Linked DNA regions of Mus musculus: all the other regions are linked to region 3. A link is a contact called in public HiChIP or PLAC-seq and promoter capture Hi-C data. All regions are on one chromosome and are shown on one strand. The core of a region is the stretch at or near the end of the contact, and the rest is flanking DNA. Distances in the headings are between cores, read along the strand shown. Region 1 holds the start of Nckap5los (a long non-coding RNA gene). Region 2 has its middle 16 kb from the start of Nckap5los. Region 3 holds the start of Smarcd1 (SWI/SNF related, matrix associated, actin dependent regulator of chromatin, subfamily d, member 1). Region 4 holds the start of 1700120C14Rik (RIKEN cDNA 1700120C14 gene).

Region 1 (4,328 bases), core at 777-3,276, 270 kb before region 3:
ATGCACACACACATTCACACTCTTGAACACTGCTCCTCAGGAGTCACCTGCCTTGTTTCTTAGAAGCAGGGCTCAACACGGGGACCTGGGGCTCACAGAGTGGGCTCAGCTGGCTGGCCAGTGAACCACAGGGACCTCCCTGCCTCCACCTCAGAGCCTGGATCGTAAGCACAGAGTATCATGTCCAGCTTTTGACATGGGGTGCTGGGGAACTACGCACAAGCCCTAACGTTTGCATGACAAGTCCCTTACCACTGAGCAAGCCGACCCCCAGGCCTCCCAGTCCTCCAAGGGCTAGCTGCCCCTATCCTGTACCCTTGGACAAGCAGAGCTGCCACACTTGACTCTAGCATGGCTGTCCATGGGCTGCCTCTAAGCAGTCTCAGCCGTCCAGAAACACACCCTGCACAGGATGTAACACCCACAGGGCCTTGAGATCGGTTCCTCAGGCCTTGGCAAAGGCATGGCTTCCAAGGGAAGCTTAATTAGTGTCTGCGCAATGGGGCTTTCAACCCAGCGAAGCTCACCCTGGGAGTCACGTTAATACTACTAAACCGCTGCCATTCGCCGACTGTCAGCGAGCAGAGCACCATATATTACCTCATTTAATCCTCGCAAGGATGTGTAATGCCAGTGTTTTTGTGCCATTTGTAAGGGAAAAACCTAACATTTATATAGTTTGATACTTTGCCCAAGGCCACACTTAGCTAAAAAGCAGTTCAGTTAGAAACCCAACCCCAGTTTACTTGAGGCCAACATTTAACGCTTGTAATTTTCCATTGCATCATGGGAACTTGGGTGAGAGATTGACTGGACCGACCCTCGGTGATCCCACAGTCCATTCAGGTTTTTGAAAAAGTGACTGTGGGTGGTTCACTGGGTGGGGGAAGGCTGGTGACAGCTAGGCCTCAGGGGTCCCTGCAGAGGCACAACAGCTGCAGGGGCAACTGCGGACTATCCATTGCTGCCCGAGATTCAGTTCACGGGGAATCAGATACCAGGCTGGATCATTTGGACAAACACACATGTTCAGACAGACATGGCTCAGCTCCACGCTGATAAAGCTGCTTTCATTGTCAAAATGGGGGCAGGGGCTGGCTGCCCTCAGAGGCAACCTGCTATTCTCCTTGACTTCCAGACCACTCTTATCTCTGTATCTTCTTCCATCCTTGAGGCTCCTGACAGAGTGACATCCATGACAACTGATCCCAGGACTCATACCCCGAGCCAGCGCCCCACCCCCACCCCCACACTGTTCCCAGGGCAGGCAGGGTCCAGCCTGCCAATAGAAACCAGTGCCTGTGAAGTTCAAACCCAGTATGTGCAGCCACCCATATCCAGTGAACGGGGTGAAGTGCCGTTCTTGTCCTCTCTGTGACACGCAGCTCTGGGCTCCTTATGCTTAGCCCTGCCCTGGCCCTGGCCAGGAAGAAGCCACGTCAGTGGCCACAGGGGCCTCTAGGGAACTGGAAATAACTGCATTTGCAGCCTCCACCCGACCGACTCCCCACACAGGGCAGGGTGAATCTCAACTTTCTCTTATATGAAGGGGTACACTAGGAGTGAGGGCCATGCTTCTCATCTTAGTACTTGGGTAGCTGAGGCAGGAGGACTGCCTGAGTGTAAGTCCAGCCAGGGATGCAGAGTGAGACCCTGTCCTCCCCCTCCTCCTCCTTCAACAACAACAACTGAAGATACTGTCTGCCTGAGTAGGGAGACCCTGGGAATGGCGTTGACAGATGAGTCTATAGGGACTCGGGAAGTTTTCTTTCAGCTAAAATGCAAGTCTGTTAGTCCAAGTATACCTTCACCGCAAGGTCACAGGCCCTGTGTTAAGGACAGCGGACACCCTGCTCCTATGAGGTGAACAGAAGAGCAAGCTGATGCTGACGGGGCCCACAGGAAAATGATCTGCCCACCTGAGGGAGGGAGTTGGCCGTGAGCTGTAGTTTCTGCTGCAGTAGTGCACTCAACACCTGATTCTGCCGCTCCAGGTCAAACACCCTCTTCTTCAGTTTGATACACTCTTCCCGCAGGTCCTGTCCACCCAGGAAGGACAGGAAGCAAAGGTGAGGAGGCAGGAGAGGGACAGCGACTTCCCGCCCCCGCCAGCTGTGCTCACACCTACAGCCTCTGGGGATGAGCTCTCAAGGTTTGCTACCCTAATGAACTACGGTAAAGGCCAGTCTGTCATTTCCACCATTTCTGCAGCTGGCTTCCTCCCTCCTAGAAGCCATGTCAAAAGGGAGGGGCATCTAAGGCGTGGGAGAACCCTGACGTCTAAGTGGCCCGCATCACAGCGATCTGAAGAAAACACTTCAAGGCCATAGAGGCTCATGACGTTGGTAGTGTTTTGAAGGCGATAGAGAAATCAGCTGGGCTCCAGGTAAGAGAAGGCATTCTAGTCCAAATCAAAGTTCCCATGGTTCAGAGACCTGGCCTTAACAACTCACTCTGCTTCCTGGTAGAGAATAACGGGCCAATCAGAGGTAGTGGCATGGGCCAAGTGGGCCAATAGGGAGCTCCTCCTAGGCTACTCCGTGGTGGTAGAGACTTAGTTGAGCAGGTCTCTGGAGTCCCAGGGCTGTACCTCCTGTGTATACCCTGGGTCTATCCTGCAGCAGTTAGGTGGGTGTGAGACAGTCCTGAATCCACTCACCTTCTGGTTCAGTAGAGCCTGTACCACGTGGTTGGCAACCTGGGGACACAAAGTCCGGGAGCTGAGCTGGCGTTTTGCCCACCCACCCCTGTCCCCAGCCCTGTCCTTCGGCAAACCCCACAGACCTCATCCAGACAGCGTTCGTAAGTCTCCCGCTGGTTCTCATTGGCCTGCGCAAGCGCCGAGTTCTCTGCCTGTAGGGTGAGGTGGAAAGGGGAATCATTGAGGCTCATTTGTACCCTGGGAGCGAGGGTGGCAGAGTGGACAGGCTTTGCCCTGTCCATCAAACTCCTGGACCAGGGTTATCTGACCGTTTTACCTAGTAGCCTCTATGGATATCACTGTCCTTGGAACCAGTAGGGTCGTAAAGGTGGGGTGGGGGTGGGGAAGAGACACTCGTGGCATAGGACAGCTACGTACTCTTCACTGTCGCCCGAGCTGGAGAGTGAAGAGGAACCGGGGCTTCCCAGGGGAGCTTTAATAAAGAACCAACCGTCCAGCCCTCTCCTGCCTGGCAAGCCTTCTCCACACTGAGCTCAGCGGTGGGCAGCCCTGACTCCCCATGCCCCGCCCTGCCCTGCCTGCCACCGCGTACCTCCAGCTCCCGAAGTCGGTGCAGAAGCTCCTGGCAGGTGCTGAGCTCCATGCTGTCGTCCTCACCAGCCGATGCCCTCAGCTTTCCGGTGCCTCCGGCCGGCTGGTCCATGACCTTGGGAGTCAGGCTCTGGGAATGAGGCCTGGCAGGCTACTCCCAGGCAGACCAGGAACAGGCAAGGAGAGAAGGCAGGAGGAGGGTGACAAAACTCTCTAGTGACCTCTGCTATACTGGTGATAATGCAACAGCTCAAGGTTAGGCTGGGTGACTCTTGTTTATTCTTCCCATCCTGAGGCCGAGACTGTGCCTATAGGAACCCCAGCGCTCACACACACCCTGCATGGGGGCCTAGAGCCCGAATTTTTTACTGGTCAACCAGCTGCCCTGTGACTCAACGTCCCTGTTTAGAAAGTAACACCAACTTCAACTAATGTCACTCACTGTTGACACGTAAAACTTAAGTCTGCCAAGGGATATTTGTTTATTTATTTATACAAGACAGGGTTCCACTGTGTAACAAGTCCTGGCTGTCCTGGACTCACTCTGTAGACCAGTCTGGCCTTGAATTCACAGAGATCCCTCTACCTCCGTCTCCTGAGGACTGAAAGTGTGCAGCAACCACGCCAGGCACCAAGGGTATTTGAAAAGTAAAGATGGGCTCAACCTACGGCTCAGCAGGTAAGAGGGCTGCCTGCTCTTCCCGAGGATCCAGGTTCAATTCCCAGCACCCACACCACAGATATGCTTTGTCTCCTCTTGGACATACCATGAAGCATCCTTTGTGCCTCCCACACTCCCTCTTCTGGCTCCAAATGATCCAGGCACTCTGAGAGGGCTTAAAACACTGCCGCCGAGGTCCCAGTGGGCCAGGGGGCTTTGCACACTCTCTGCTGGTGCCTCTTGATGCCACCTGCCTCACAGCACGGCCAGGTCTTTCTATTGTTCCACAGGCTCTCGAGCTCTATTTGTGCTTGGTGTGCTGTTCTCAGCAGTTCTATAATGGTCCCCTCCACCCACCCCCTACCCCCCAACCCCCCGACCAAGGCTATCAGCTTCTCAGCACAGGGCACAGGG
Region 2 (3,989 bases), core at 664-3,163, 290 kb before region 3:
TCTTCAGACACTCCAGAAGAGGGCATCAGATCTCATTACGGGTGGTTGTGAGCCACCATGTGGTTGCTGGGATTTGAACTCCGGACCTTCGGAAGAGCAGTCGGGTGCTCTTACCCACTGAGCCATCTCACCAGCCCATGACTTGGTTTTACAATGTAGACACATACTGTGATATAATTTATCTGTCAATTAAAATTAATTTTAGGGTCTGGAATGGAGTTCAGTGGTATAACCCTTGCCTAGGCTGTGTAATACCCTGATTTCAATTTTGCACTGAAAAACATTAAAATAATTTTAAAAACAAAATTTTAGCCAGATCTGGTTGCTTATGCCTGTAACCAAAGCATTGAGGCAGGTAATTCAGAGGAACTGCCAGGAGCTTGGGGCCATCCTGAGCTATTCAGTAAGGTCTATGCTAGCCTGAATTGTAAATCCAGCACTTGGGAGGTGGAGGGAGGCCAGAGATTAGGAGCAAGGCCAGTCTAGGTGTCATGGTAAATTAGCTCATCAAACACTGGGGAGATGTAAATTAAAGCAGGCATAAAATATGGATAGAACATACATATAATATATATGAATTTATTACACAAATACATATATGTAATACATGTATATAATGTGTGTATAATATATATGTGTGTGTGTAAGTGTACATATATACATATATGTAGATATTGATAACACTGAGTGCTGCTGGAAGTGTGGAGGAACATGCCCCTCACTGGTGACAGGAGGATGGTGCAGCCTCTGCAGCACTATTTGGCAGCTTCTTATAAACTCAAATTTAAATTAGACCTTGAACTCAGGTCCTCTGCAAGAGCAGTGTGTTCTTTTAACTGCTGAGTTATCTCTCTAACTCTTCTCTTCTCTTTTCTTTTCTTTTCTTTTCTTTTCTTTTCTTTTCTTCCTCTCTCTCTCTCTCTCTCTCTCTCTCTCTCTCTCTCTCTCTCTCTCTCTCTCTTATATTAGTGCTCTTATCTGCATGTCAGAAGAGGGCGTCAGATCCCATCACAGATGGATGCCAGTCACCATGTAGTTGCTGGGATTTGAACTCAGGACCTCTGGAAGAGTAGTCAGTGCTCTTAACCACTGAGCAACCTTTCCAGCCACTCCAGTTCCTTATTTTCATTTTGATACAAAGTCTCATATAGACCAGGCTAGCCTCAAACTCACTATGTAGCTAAGGATGACTTTGAACTTCTGATCTTCCTGCCCCCTTCTGGCCAGTTCTGGAATTACAGGCACTTGCCACCTCATCTCGGTTTTTTTTTTTTTTTTATGCAGGGTTGGAAACTGAACCCAGGTCAGGCTTTGTGCATTTTAGGCAGGGGTTCTACCTCGTGAACACAGCTCCAGTTTTAGTTCTAATTAGCCCCAAACTGGGAACAATTCAGTTATTCTTCCATTGTTGACTGAATAAACCATCTGCACATCTTCAGTGTGGAAATTAACCATGTCATACGCAACAACTCAGATGCGTCCGAAGGCATTTCTGTCCTGTGGTTTCCAGAAAGTGAGGGCACTTGGGAGGGGAAAGCAGAGGGACAGAATCTCACCACTTGAGCCCCCTCCCCCCCCCACCCCCCATACACACGCTGGTCCACAACGCCATTCACATTCAGTGTCCACTACAGGCTGCCCGGTGCTTCCCACCTATTGGGTGCCCTGTGAATGTTTGTTGTAGACTCGACAGGGATGAAGGACAGATATGGGCTGGTCACCCGCTGATGTCATGCCTTCACGAGAGTTTGCTCAGAGTAGTTCAGCTGCCTTGACAGCCCGTCTACGTTGAAACTGGTAGTAGGAAATGTGTCTCCCGGAAAGCAAGGCTGATGGGGAGAACTGGCAGGGATGGACAGGGTATTCATATTCTCTGGCTTCACCCAAGGCTTACCAAAGCTGTCAAGAGGTGGAGGACACCCTGTATTTCTTCTTATAGCCACACGAGGGCAGTGTAGCCCCGCAAACCGTGAAGCTGCCTCCCATGCGCCATCTACTGGCAACATTTTCTCAAGTGGAGGGAAAGGAGTTTTTTTTTGTTTGTTTGTTTGGTTTTTTTTTTTTTCTTGCTTAAAGAATGAAAGGCTTGATATGGCAACCCAACACTTTCAGACATGGAGAGGCCACAGTAGGGACAGGAAGATTGTCATGAACTCAAGGCTATCCTCAGCTACATAGTGAGACGCTGTTTCAAAACAAAACAAAACAAAACAAACAAAAGATAAATTTAATTTCTTGATGGCTCTTCCACCCTAAGACTCTAGCTGCTTTCCCTCGGCCCACACAGTTGCTCCTCCTCCACATATCACTTTGAGATACCCCACCCCCACTCCACCCCACCCCCCACGCTCCCCTTGACAGCTCTTACCTCTGCCTCATTTCATTGGCATGAGATGGGCAAGACTCCACCGCTAACAACACACCTCATCCTTCTGGCTCACCACCCAGTCTCTCCTCACCCGCACTTTGCTTGTTGGGGTGATGGATGAGGGTGGGGTGGGTAGGGTGGGAGCCCAGCCTAAGCTTTCTTTTCTTCCATCCTCTCCTTCTTCATTTTTTCTTTTCTTTTCTTTTCTTTTCTTTTCTTTTCTTTTCTTTTCTTTTCTTTTCTTCTCTTCTCTTCTCTTCTCTTCTCTTCTCTTCTCTTTTTCTTTCCTTCTTTCTTCTTCTTTCCTTCCCTTTCTTTCTTTCTTTCTTTCTTTCTTTCTTTCTTTCCTTCTTTCTTTCTTTCCTTCTTTCTTTCTTTCTTTCCTTCCTTCCTTCCTTCCTTCCTTCTTTCTTTCTTTTTTTTTTTTCTGAGACAGGGTTTCTCTGTGTAGCCCTGGCTGTCCTGGAACTCACTTTGTAGACCAGGCTGGCCTTGAACTCAGAAATCTGCTTGCCTCTGCCTCCTGAGTGCTGGGATTAAAGGCTTGTTCCATCACGCCCGGCTTCCTTCTTCATTTTTCAAACTCAGGACTTTGTTGCTAAACAAACGTCCTACCACTGAGTGACTACCCCAATATGTGTGTGTGTGTGTGTGTGTGTGTGTGTGTGCTCCTCGTGGGTGTAGGTGCTTAGAGAGGCTAGAGGTGTCAGATTCCCCAGAGATGGAGTCATCCAGCGTGTGTACCAGACTTACTGAGTCTCCTGGAAGAGACTCTTCAGTCTGCACTACTGACCCAGCTCTCGGGCCCTGGTGGTAGGTGGGGCGGGGTGGGGTGGGGCGGGGTCTTGCTCTGGCTTTGTAGTTGTGGCTGGCTTGGAACTCTCCGTCCTCTCACTTCAGTCCCCCCAGTGTTATCTGGTGTCGTTTTGAGTGTGCTCTGGAGCCGGCGTGTCTGGGCTTGAATCACGGCTGATCTATACACAGGCTTTAACGTTTTAAACGTTCTGGCTCTCCCTACCCTATCAGACCCGGGTAACAGGATCACCCACATGAAGAGGTTGTATAGAGGATTAGCTGAGTATCCACACACATGGCCGCCCGAGGTAGTGCTGGCGCACTGTCAAGGGTGAGTGTTCTTATGTATTATCCCTGGAGCCAGAGATCACCGCCACTGGCCCTCCACTCGCCACCCCAGTTCCCCCATCAGCAATGCTTCCCTTGGGTTAAGCCTACAACTTTCCTTTTCTCGACCTGAAACCAGTGTGTGCCCCTGCTATACTCTCTCACAAAAACCCATTTTCTCTGAAGTCTGGTGTCAGAGACGCCCATCCTCCGTCCTCCACTGGCTCCAGCCCCGTGAAGATGGGATGGAAGTATCCCCAAAACTCCATCTGTGGTGACCCCCCCACATCCTCTACCCTTAAGGGATGAAATCAAAGGCTTAAAGTGTCTGCTGGGCAAACTGTAAACATGGCTGCCCCTGAGGTGGCAGAGTGACAAGATGATACCACACTGGAAACATTCACACAAGCCATCGCTTCAGAAACACAACTTAGTGATACACACCTGTGAGCCTCACACTGGTGAAGCAGAGGCAGGGGAATGGCAAGTCTGAGTCAGG
Region 3 (4,303 bases), core at 684-3,183:
TTTCTGGCCTCGCCCTTTGCCCCCACGACCGGGGCACCCTCTGCCCTCCCCACAGCCTTAACATACCCTCTACCTTGCTCCACCTATCCCAGTGCCCTTTGCCTGGCTGACTGTGGCCTCCCTGAGGGAAGTGACTGCTGGAGAGGTAGCTCCTACCCAGGAATGGAGGACACTAAGCGGAGAGAGTTACAGACGGGAGGTGGGGAGGGAGGCTGGGGATTGGTGACTCCCTCTTGCAGCTGGGCGGTGGGTACCCACAGCCAGAAGCCGGAGCCCTGACTCAGTGGCCTTTCTTTCTTCGGGGTGCCCAGGGCCCAGTCCTCACCTTGATGCCCAGGCCCACCGCTTGCATTTTCTGGTGAGTCAGGGCGTGGTCACATGAGGAAAGAGATTGGCCTAGAGCAGAAGTTGAAAGACGTGCTGTTGTGTGTCCCTACCCTAAGGGGGCCACAAGGTGAGGTAGAGGGCCTCCTCAACCAGACACCCTTCCCAGGCCAGCTCTCCAATCTCATTCCTGGCCTTCTCTGTCCCCACTGTCTCTTGGTCTCTAATCCCAAAACAGGACTTATGGGCAGATCACCTGTGTACGTTGGCCTGGAGCCAGAGAGCAAGGCTTTGGCATCTTTGAGACCTCTTGGTTCTCAAGAGTTGTTTAGAGATCAGAACTCCCCAGAAAGAAACAGGGCAAAGCTGAGAAATGTACACTGGCTGGGGGGGCAGCAGGAGGGGCTCTGGGTGACGCATGCCTCTGGTCTAATAAACTGGGTTTCAACCATCTCTTCAGTGTTGGTTTTCTGTTTGTTGTTTGGTTTGTTTTGAGACAGGGTTTCTCTGTGTAGCCCTGGCTGTCCTGGAACGGCTCTGTAGTCCAGGCTGGCCTCGAACTCTCACAGAGATCCTCCTGCCTCCCAAAATGCTGGGATTAAAAGCCTGAGCTGCCATTATCCTGCCCAGTGCTGTTTTTAGTTGCAAACTGTGGGTGTTACCTTTAGAATGGAGCTTGCCTTGAGAGCCACACAACTAGAGTAAGGGAATTTGAGTGGTAGCCCGGTGTGGTGGTTATACCTGTAATTCCAGCAGGTAGGAGATGGAGCAGCTATCTTCCATTACACAGTGAGTTTAACGCTAGATTGGGCTACACCAGACCCTACATACTTGATCAGGTAAACACTGATCCTGCTGGGAAAAGACAGGCTCAGGATTCGTCTGATCACTGGGCAGGGGACCAGCAGTTATCTATGGCAACAAATATCCAGGACTCTTTGGAGAAAAGTCACGGGAAAAAACGCATCAAAATCTTAAGTTAAACGTCTGAGGTGAAGGGTCCCGAGCCTTCTCTGTGTATCCCTGGCTGTCCTGGAACTCACTCTGTAGACCAGGCTGGCCTCGAACTCAGAAATCCGCCTGCCTCTGCCTCCCAAGTGCTGGGATTAAAGGCGTGCGCCACCACGGCCCGGCATGGGTTTTCTCTTGCTGATTTGTCTTTGCCACGACATTGATCTCCTTCGAGTTCTACTTTTCCCGAACGAACAAACAGCACGTTTTCCTCTTTAGTACCCGGAGTCTGAGCAGTAGGAGAACGAAAAGCAAGGCAACCAGAATGCTTTGGAGAGGTAAATGCACTGGGCCAAGGTGAAGCATCACTCCAGCCGCCAGCCGGATGGGCTGGGCTCTCTGCAAGGCTTTTTACCGTCCTCCAACCGCGTGGAGGCGCTCGCTCCCGGCACCTCTTTATCCGCACACCGCTTCTCTATGGTGCTCCCTCCTGGCCCGTGAAGGCGGGAGGGAGTGGTCAGCACGCCTTTCCCGCTAGTCGCCCCCTCTAGCCCGTAGTCTCGCTGCTCCGAGCCGCCTGTGCCCGCCGGCGGGCCGGGCCCACAAACAGCCCAGGCGCTCGGGGGGCGCGCGGGGGGCGGGGGGAGTTCCGGTTCCGGTTCTTTGTGCAGCTGCAGCGGCGGCTCCGGGAAGATGGCGGCCCGGGCGGGTTTCCAGTCTGTGGCTCCGAGCGGCGGCGCGGGAGCCTCAGGAGGAGCGGGCGTGGCGGCTGCTCTGGGCCCGGGCGGAACTCCCGGGCCTCCCGTGCGAATGGGCCCGGCGCCGGGTCAAGGGCTGTACCGCTCTCCGATGCCCGGGGCGGCCTATCCGGTGAGTGGGACAGGAGGAGGGGCGCGCGGGCCGGGGGCGGGGCCGAGCGAGGGCGGAGGACTGACAGGGGTGAGGGAGAAGTGGGAGGGACTCCCTGGGGAGGGGCTCGGGCCGGGAGTGGAGGTGTGTGGGGGGGGAGGAGGTTAGCATCCTTACCTGCTCCTGGCGGCATTGTTTCCATGTGAGGAGTGAGTGTGGAACCAGGGTGGGCGAAGTGGGCCCTGGGATGGTCATGGAATGCAGAGGGGAGTGGGCAGCCCCCGTGTCCCCAGGAATACCCAGGCTGTTATAGCTGCAAATGGAGGTCAGCTTTAGAGGAGACAGTAGCTAGTAAAAAAAGAAATGTAGGGCTGACTAGACATGTCTGGTGAGTCAGATCCAGCATAGACCAGAAAAATTGAGTATAATCTAGTTTTTAGACTATATGCAATGAAATCACTGAAGGTCCAGTGACTGTATTTCAAAGAAGCAAAGGACTGTCTTGTTGTCCCCCCACCCCACCCCCAGCCCTAACCCACTCCTGAAATCCAGGCTGCCACCATTTTTCCTTTCTTGGTGGGGCTAGCAAGGAAAAGTATGACATTTCTGGGTCCTCTCCCTTCTGTAGAGACCAGGTATGCTGCCAGGTAGCCGAATGACACCTCAGGGACCTTCCATGGGACCTCCTGGCTATGGGGGGAACCCTTCAGTCCGACCTGGTCTGGCCCAGTCAGGGATGGACCAGTCCCGCAAGAGACCTGCACCTCAACAGATCCAGCAGGTCCAGCAGCAGGCGGTCCAAAATCGAAATCACAAGTAAGATGACCCCTGGGGGTGAAGGAAAGAAGGGTATGGGGGAGAGGAGGCCTGTGAGGATGCTGGTGGTGGGCATGCAGAACCAGGAAGTCAGCGCTGTGGCACCAAACGGTGCTGCAGGGACTAACAGGGCCTCATGATGCAGTGGAGTTTTGGTGGTCATGGGAGAGGTAGCGTCTTTAAATGGAGAGTCATTTCGTAGGCCTTGGCTGTAACCATAAACAAAGGTGCTCACAACACTGCTCACGTTCTGACTAGTTCCTATCCCAACCTGATCACAGTATTTATTCTGAACAGTGCAAAGAAAAAGAAGATGGCTGACAAAATCCTACCTCAAAGGGTGAGTGCAGCTGCAGAGGTCTCCTTGAAGGGGTAGTGGCTTTGAGAATAGAAGTGGTCAGAACGAGGGCTGCCCCATCCCATCTCTGTCTTTCTGTTCCTAAGATTCGGGAACTGGTCCCAGAATCACAGGCCTACATGGATCTCCTGGCTTTTGAAAGGAAACTGGACCAGACTATTATGAGGAAGCGGCTAGATATCCAGGAGGCCTTGAAACGTCCCATCAAGGTAACAGGACAGTACCAGGCTGAGGGTCAAGGGAGGGGCCCAGGTCTCTCTCCAGCTCAGGATGGAAAAATCAAAGGCACAGCACAGCTCTCTGTGGCATTTAAATTGCATCTTTCCCTTCCGCCTACAAACCAGGAATTACATTAGGAGCATAGGAGTCTAACAGCTGGCAGGGAAAGGGGCGGGGGTGGGGGGTTGGGGGGGAGCTATCCAGGGCTCTAGACAGAAATAGACCCGTGCGCGCTTTTTGCTGTAACCACTTGCTACCTTGGGAACATGCCACTTTGCACAATTTTGTCTCCCTAGTCCCCTGGTGCATTCACTTGCACCCAGGCTCAGGTCGGGACTGTACACTTCCGAGTGGAGTCTCTGTCCCCTGTAGTGAGCCAGCCAGTGAGGAGTCACTTGGGAGTTTTAGGGGACCTTTACTACCGAAGCTCCACTGTCGATCCTGTTTCTGCCTTCCTCAGCAAAAACGGAAGCTGCGAATTTTCATTTCTAACACGTTCAATCCGGCTAAGTCGGACGCGGAGGATGGGGAAGGGACGGTGGCTTCCTGGGAGCTCCGGGTAGAAGGCCGGCTCCTGGAGGACGTGAGTTCAAGGTCCACTGTGGTTGGTGCTCAGGGAGGGAGCTGCAGGGGTGGCACTGTGCCGGGTGCTTGGTGCGGTGTGCTCAGCAGGAAACCTGACTGCAGTTCACCACTCCTGCTGGGAGCTTCCGGGAGGGGGCTGGGGGGCTGTGTTCCCTGCATACAAAGACAATGGTCCTTTGTGTCTGCTTCCTCAGCTGCACG
Region 4 (4,350 bases), core at 1,016-3,515, 450 kb before region 3:
AGGGTTAACTACTGGTACCACACCCACGCACGGCTTCCAAGGTGCAGGCTCCCCTTGGGAACTAACTGCCTTCACTTTCCAGCAGTGTCTGGCTCAGTGGACATGGAAAAGCCAAGTTCTAGTCCTCTGAGGTAACAGGCAACCTTTCAACAGAGATGGAACCCCTCACTCTCCATCCTCGGTGCCATCCGGACACACCGGCAGAGGAGGTAAAGGAAAAGCACAAGGCTTTGCTTGGACCCCAGGCAGGCTCAGAACCCAGGCAGGCTCAGAAGGCCATTTCAAACCAAGGCTAGCAAGGGCGTGCCTAGCCCCACATGCCTCCCCTTCCAGGCGCTCTGAGCCCAGGCTACCTGGAGGAGCTTCTGCGTTTGGGGATAGTGCCCAGGGCCTGGGAGGATGCTCGCTTCTGCCCTGCCAGTGACTCCTCATCCTCGGAGCGGCTGGCTGTGCCTGACGCCATCAGGGACGAGTCTAGCAGCCCCTGAGAATCTAGGAAAGAGAAAGGGTGACCTCTGTGCACGGACCCTTGTGTCAGCCCCTCAGCCCTTGCCCGGCCTCCCTGAGGCTTGGTCTTTGAGGCAGGCATTCCTCCTTGGCCATCCAGATCCCATCCGGGCTCAGACCTCCTGGTGCCACGGGTCATGGGGTGCAGCACAGGTGCTCAGGTCAGGCTGATGAGGCCGACACACGGGGTGGGCTCTGAGCATAACTGCTCCCTTGGCTATCAAAATGCATTGTGCCAAAGAGCAGAAGCTCCACAGCAACTGAGGCAATTGTGGCTCTGCCGAGAGGCACATGGGTGGTGCTGGCCCAGGGGAGGGGGGTGGTAGGTGGCATTGCCGGGCCAAGACCGAGAGACACTCGTGCAAGGCAAGGGGTAGAGTCAGAGGCTGCCTGGCGCCCGAGAGCTTGGGGAGATGGCCGGGCCTCACACTACCTTTGTCCATCCTCTCACAGTCCCAAAGCCTCCGGCTCCAAACCACAGGGCTAGGAGGAAGGGTCCCACAGGCTCATCCAAGGGTTCTGACCAAGCGAGCTTGGATGCTGAGAAGAGAGTCTGGGAAGGAGAGGTAAGGCTCCCTCAGGCTCGGGTTTCCAACAGGCCAAACCTACTGACTGACCAATCCCTTATCCTCGTGCACTCGTGCACCCTGTCTGAGGTAGTGGGAAGAGGCAAAAGAGCTCTACTCTCAATTGCACCTAACCATTAGTAGCTATTACCTGGTCTGATGGCTCTGACAGTTAATCCCAGCATGTGGAGGCGGAGGTAGAGGTAGAGGTAGAGGTAGAGGTAGAGGTAGAGGTAGAGGTAGAGGTAGAGGTAGAGGCAGGTGGATCTCTGTTGACTTTAAGGCCAGCCTCGTCTACAGAGCAAGCCAGGGCTATCTATATAATGGTGAGCCTCTGCTCCAAACAATAAAAACAAAAAATATAAGTAGCTATGTGGGAGTCACTGAGGCCTTTGTGTGAATGATAAAAAGATGTGGGAAAAAACGTATTAGGCTCAGAGATCTCTCTTAATTTTACCAGTGAATCCTAAATTAAGCATTTGGAACGTTAACCAGAAAGGGTCAAGGGATTCCTGACTCATTTGTTTTCCTTTGCCTGTCTACTCAAATCAGCAGCACCAGCCTGCCCCCAGGCCACAGCCTGGGAAGGTAGATGGAATCCCACTATCTCGCTACCCTTTTGCTTTCCCTTCCATTTGCAGCTTTTACTAAAGCGGGTGGTTCCTTCGGACGATTCAAACGTGGTTTGGGAACTGTATGAATACCCAGCGCTTTGGCAGCCCCGCCCCTCCTGACTCCGGCGTCTCGTAGAGCAAAGTTCTGGCTCTGCCTTTAAGGACGCTCCACGACCAGCTCCGTGGGTACCACAGAAGGGGGGTGCAGGTGTCCAGTCCCACGAGCAACTAAGGCAAAGTGCTTGCCCTCCTTCCCTTCCCTCCTCCCGACAGGGCACCCCCAAGGTGAGGGATCAGTGCAGGTCTGTTTCAGGGACTCTGGGGAGCAGTGGTAATTTAGTCAACTCTTCGGCTCCATACTACTGCATCGATCTCGCCATCTGGCTCTGAGGCCCACAGGCCGGTGGTAGCGAACCAGGACCAACTCCCAGACAATTCTCATCCCACCTCAAGCATGCCACCTGTGCGCATGCGTAACACCGCAGGCCAGAGCCTGGCCTGATCGGACTTACGCATGCGCAGATTTTTCGGGGCGATACCGGGGCGGGGCCCCAAATCTTGTTGTGGGGTTGTGCCCCGAGGCACGTTGGGAAACTCCACTTCACCCTCCAGGTCTACTCAGAACACTAGGAGACGAGTCGCGGGGTCTCACCATTCCTAGGCTGCCAGCTCCAACAATTTCTCCGCGGCGACGGCAGGAGCCGCAGGGCCAAAGCCGGCTTCCGTGAGACACATCTACTTCCGGGTTGCGAACGAAGGGTTGGACGATCTCTTCCGGTTCGTCCTGGACCCGTAAGTGGAAGGGGCGTGGCCGTGCGCCTTAGTGGAAACCATTTTGCGGGGAGCCGGAAATACAGCTTTCCCGGTTGGCAGAAGCGCTTAGGGAGGCACCAGGCAGTGTTAATTATAGGAACCGCGGAGGTTTCCGTGTTGGAAAACGCAGCGGGAGGGCGGGGCTTGTGCTGAGACCCCGCCCAGGCGACGCTGGGAGGGGCGGGGCCGCCGTGCATTCGTAATTAGCACTAACCTTGGTAGGTCTCTCTGGACCAAATCTTGTATTGTTTTATCTGCCAGTGTTTTCAGATAAGGGATTCGGTCAGGCTCTTTGCTAAGCACAGGACTGGAGGAACATGTTGGAGAGTTTGCTCTAACTGTGGCGTACAGTACGATCCCGAAAATTCCTGTCTAAGGGGGAGATGCAGGATGGTGGCCGCGTTCCTAAGGAAACACTCCTTAGAAGGAGCGGCGCCAGTTGCTTACGCCAGAAGAACTCCATCTAGACTGCTGGGGTCAGTCGTGGGTAGCCAGCAAACCAACCGAATCCTTTTCAGAGGACAGTGTTCCCTGAGGAAACTGTTTTGAAAGAAAGAACTAGTTCCCAGAGAACAGGAGACGTCCAGACTTTGGGGCCGTGAGAGATGCCCGGGAAAGCTAGGGAGACTGGGCTCTAATAGCTCTTTCATGCCTTCTTTGAGGGGCACAAAAGTGGAGCAGCTCTGGCTGGAGGAGCTTCCGGGAAGAGCGTTTGCCCAGCGTGCCTGACATCCTGAACTTAAGTGTCAAATGGACGACCCTGACAAGTTGCAAGTCTTCTCTTCATAATATACTGTTACTTATTTAACGAGCATGTATTTGCTTTATCGCTCCCAAAACAAAGTTTTCTGGTATACAGTGTGCTTGTTAGAGGTTTGTCAACTTGAAACTAGCTAGAATCTTCGCGCTCAGTTGAGAAAATGCCTCCTTCAGACTGGTTGGTAGGCAAGTCTGGGGTGTGTTTTCTTGTTTGGATAGATGTGGGAGGTCTAAGCAGTGCCTGCCTTGAGGTTCTTGCCCCAACTTTCCTCGGTAATAGACAGTGACTTGAAAGTTATGAGATGAGGGGCTGGTGAGATGGCTCAGTGGGTAAGAGCACCCGACTGCTCTTCCAAAGGTCTGGAGTTCAAATCCCAGCAACCACGTGGTGGCTCACAACCATCCATAACGAGATCTGACTCCCTCTTCTGGAGTGTCTGAAGACAGCTACAGTGTACTTACATATAACCAATAAATAAATCTTAAAAAAAAAAAAAGAAAGTTATGAGATGAAATAGACCCTTTGCTTCCCAGGTCGCCTTTAGTTACAGTGTTTTGATCACAGCAATTAAAAACAAACTAGGACACAGTCTGGTGGGTTGTGCAAAATATAGTGTGGTTTAGTATCTATACAGATGACAATTAATTGGGCTTTCTTCTTTAAAGAGTTTTTGTTTGTTTGTTTGTTTGTTTTTAAGTAGGAGTGAAATACTTGTTGCTTATCAGGCAAGTTCTGTCCCACCAAGCCACATGGACAGCCCTAACAAGGGATCGTTTGGTAAAGAGCTGGATGGGTACTGTTCAATGTTTGTTAGATGTTTTTCTCCTAGGAAAGGCAAACCCTTAAAGAAGGAAACCCTGAAAGAAGAAAGGGTTATTTTAGCTCACAGGGTTTTTGGGGGTGTGAGGGGGACAAACATCATGGCAGGAAAGGCATGGTGGCAGGAGTGTGGGGTGATTGCTCACGCTGTGTCCAGAACTTGGAAGTGCAGAGAGATGAAGTATTGGTGTTCTGCCTGCTTTCTCCTTTCTGTTCAGTCTGTAGCCCTAGCCCAAGGTCACTCGAAATTAGGGTGTGTCTCCCATCTAAG

What was found. HiChIP or PLAC-seq counts read pairs in DNA pulled down with a chosen protein or histone mark. Capture Hi-C pulls out chosen DNA fragments and counts their contacts.
Region 1: a contact with region 3 is called in a promoter capture Hi-C map of liver, with 2.0 times the contacts expected there. The contact joins the promoter of Nckap5los here to the promoter of Smarcd1 in region 3. A contact is called at or near these places in 19 of 39 promoter capture datasets (the 3T3-L1 cell line, 3T3-L1-derived adipocytes, the C10 cell line and 14 more), 3 of 484 Hi-C or Micro-C datasets (embryonic stem cells, extraembryonic endoderm stem cells and frontal cortex), 4 of 115 datasets of contacts at active chromatin or transcription factors (embryonic stem cells, forebrain and stem cell-derived neural progenitor cells) and 4 of 9 other capture datasets (adipose tissue, embryonic stem cells, liver and 1 more).
Region 2: an H3K4me3 HiChIP or PLAC-seq map of embryonic stem cells shows a contact between it and region 3, with 26 read pairs. The contact joins the enhancer-like site here to the promoter of Smarcd1 in region 3. A contact is called at or near these places in 3 of 39 promoter capture datasets (the 3T3-L1 cell line, 3T3-L1-derived adipocytes and neural stem cells), 1 of 15 datasets of contacts at CTCF or cohesin (embryonic stem cells), 30 of 484 Hi-C or Micro-C datasets (the 3T3-L1 cell line, the AML12 cell line, B cells and 19 more), 8 of 115 datasets of contacts at active chromatin or transcription factors (the NIH/3T3 cell line, embryonic forebrain, embryonic stem cells and 4 more) and 4 of 9 other capture datasets (adipose tissue, embryonic stem cells, liver and 1 more).
Region 4: a promoter capture Hi-C map of liver shows a contact between it and region 3. The contact joins the promoter of 1700120C14Rik here to the promoter of Smarcd1 in region 3. A contact is called at or near these places in 1 of 115 datasets of contacts at active chromatin or transcription factors (pancreatic cancer cells) and 2 of 9 other capture datasets (liver and pancreatic islet).

The regions. Positions count from the first base shown.
Region 1 is chr15:99,430,786-99,435,113 of GRCm38.p6, forward strand. Nckap5los (a long non-coding RNA gene) reads left to right here and starts at 2,027. Exons shown (of 5, transcript XR_003951477.1): 1 at 2,027-2,069; 2 at 2,212-3,932. Nckap5l (NCK-associated protein 5-like) reads right to left here. Exons shown (of 13, transcript NM_001001884.1): 3 at 3,255-3,404; 4 at 2,785-2,853; 5 at 2,660-2,698; 6 at 1,920-2,039. The coding sequence starts at 3,365.
Region 2 is chr15:99,414,763-99,418,751 of GRCm38.p6, forward strand. No RefSeq gene overlaps it. Among named protein-coding and RNA genes, the nearest start is that of Nckap5los, 16 kb to the right of the region's middle. Within about 2 kb of position 1,914, at least 66 of the 459 cell types and tissues checked have an H3K27ac peak or open chromatin away from gene starts, as enhancers often do. A contact at or near this core is called in the AML12 cell line, the CH12 cell line, the NIH/3T3 cell line and 8 more, where this site is marked.
Region 3 is chr15:99,700,354-99,704,656 of GRCm38.p6, forward strand. It overlaps Smarcd1 (SWI/SNF related, matrix associated, actin dependent regulator of chromatin, subfamily d, member 1), which reads left to right and starts at 1,934. Exons shown (of 13, transcript NM_031842.2): 1 at 1,934-2,145; 2 at 2,753-2,940; 3 at 3,238-3,280; 4 at 3,385-3,507; 5 at 3,978-4,100. The coding sequence starts at 1,969. Asic1 (acid-sensing (proton-gated) ion channel 1) reads left to right here. Exons shown (of 12, transcript NM_009597.2): 12 at 1-777. Gm34939 (predicted gene, 34939) reads right to left here and starts at 3,451. Exons shown (of 3, transcript NR_168656.1): 1 at 3,273-3,451; 2 at 2,889-3,149; 3 at 1,054-2,437.
Region 4 is chr15:99,249,523-99,253,872 of GRCm38.p6, forward strand. 1700120C14Rik (RIKEN cDNA 1700120C14 gene) reads left to right here and starts at 2,266. Exons shown (of 3, transcript NR_045627.2): 1 at 2,266-2,479. It overlaps Mcrs1 (microspherule protein 1), which reads right to left and starts at 2,439. Exons shown (of 15, transcript NM_016766.3): 1 at 2,340-2,439; 2 at 941-1,060; 3 at 354-492. The coding sequence starts at 950.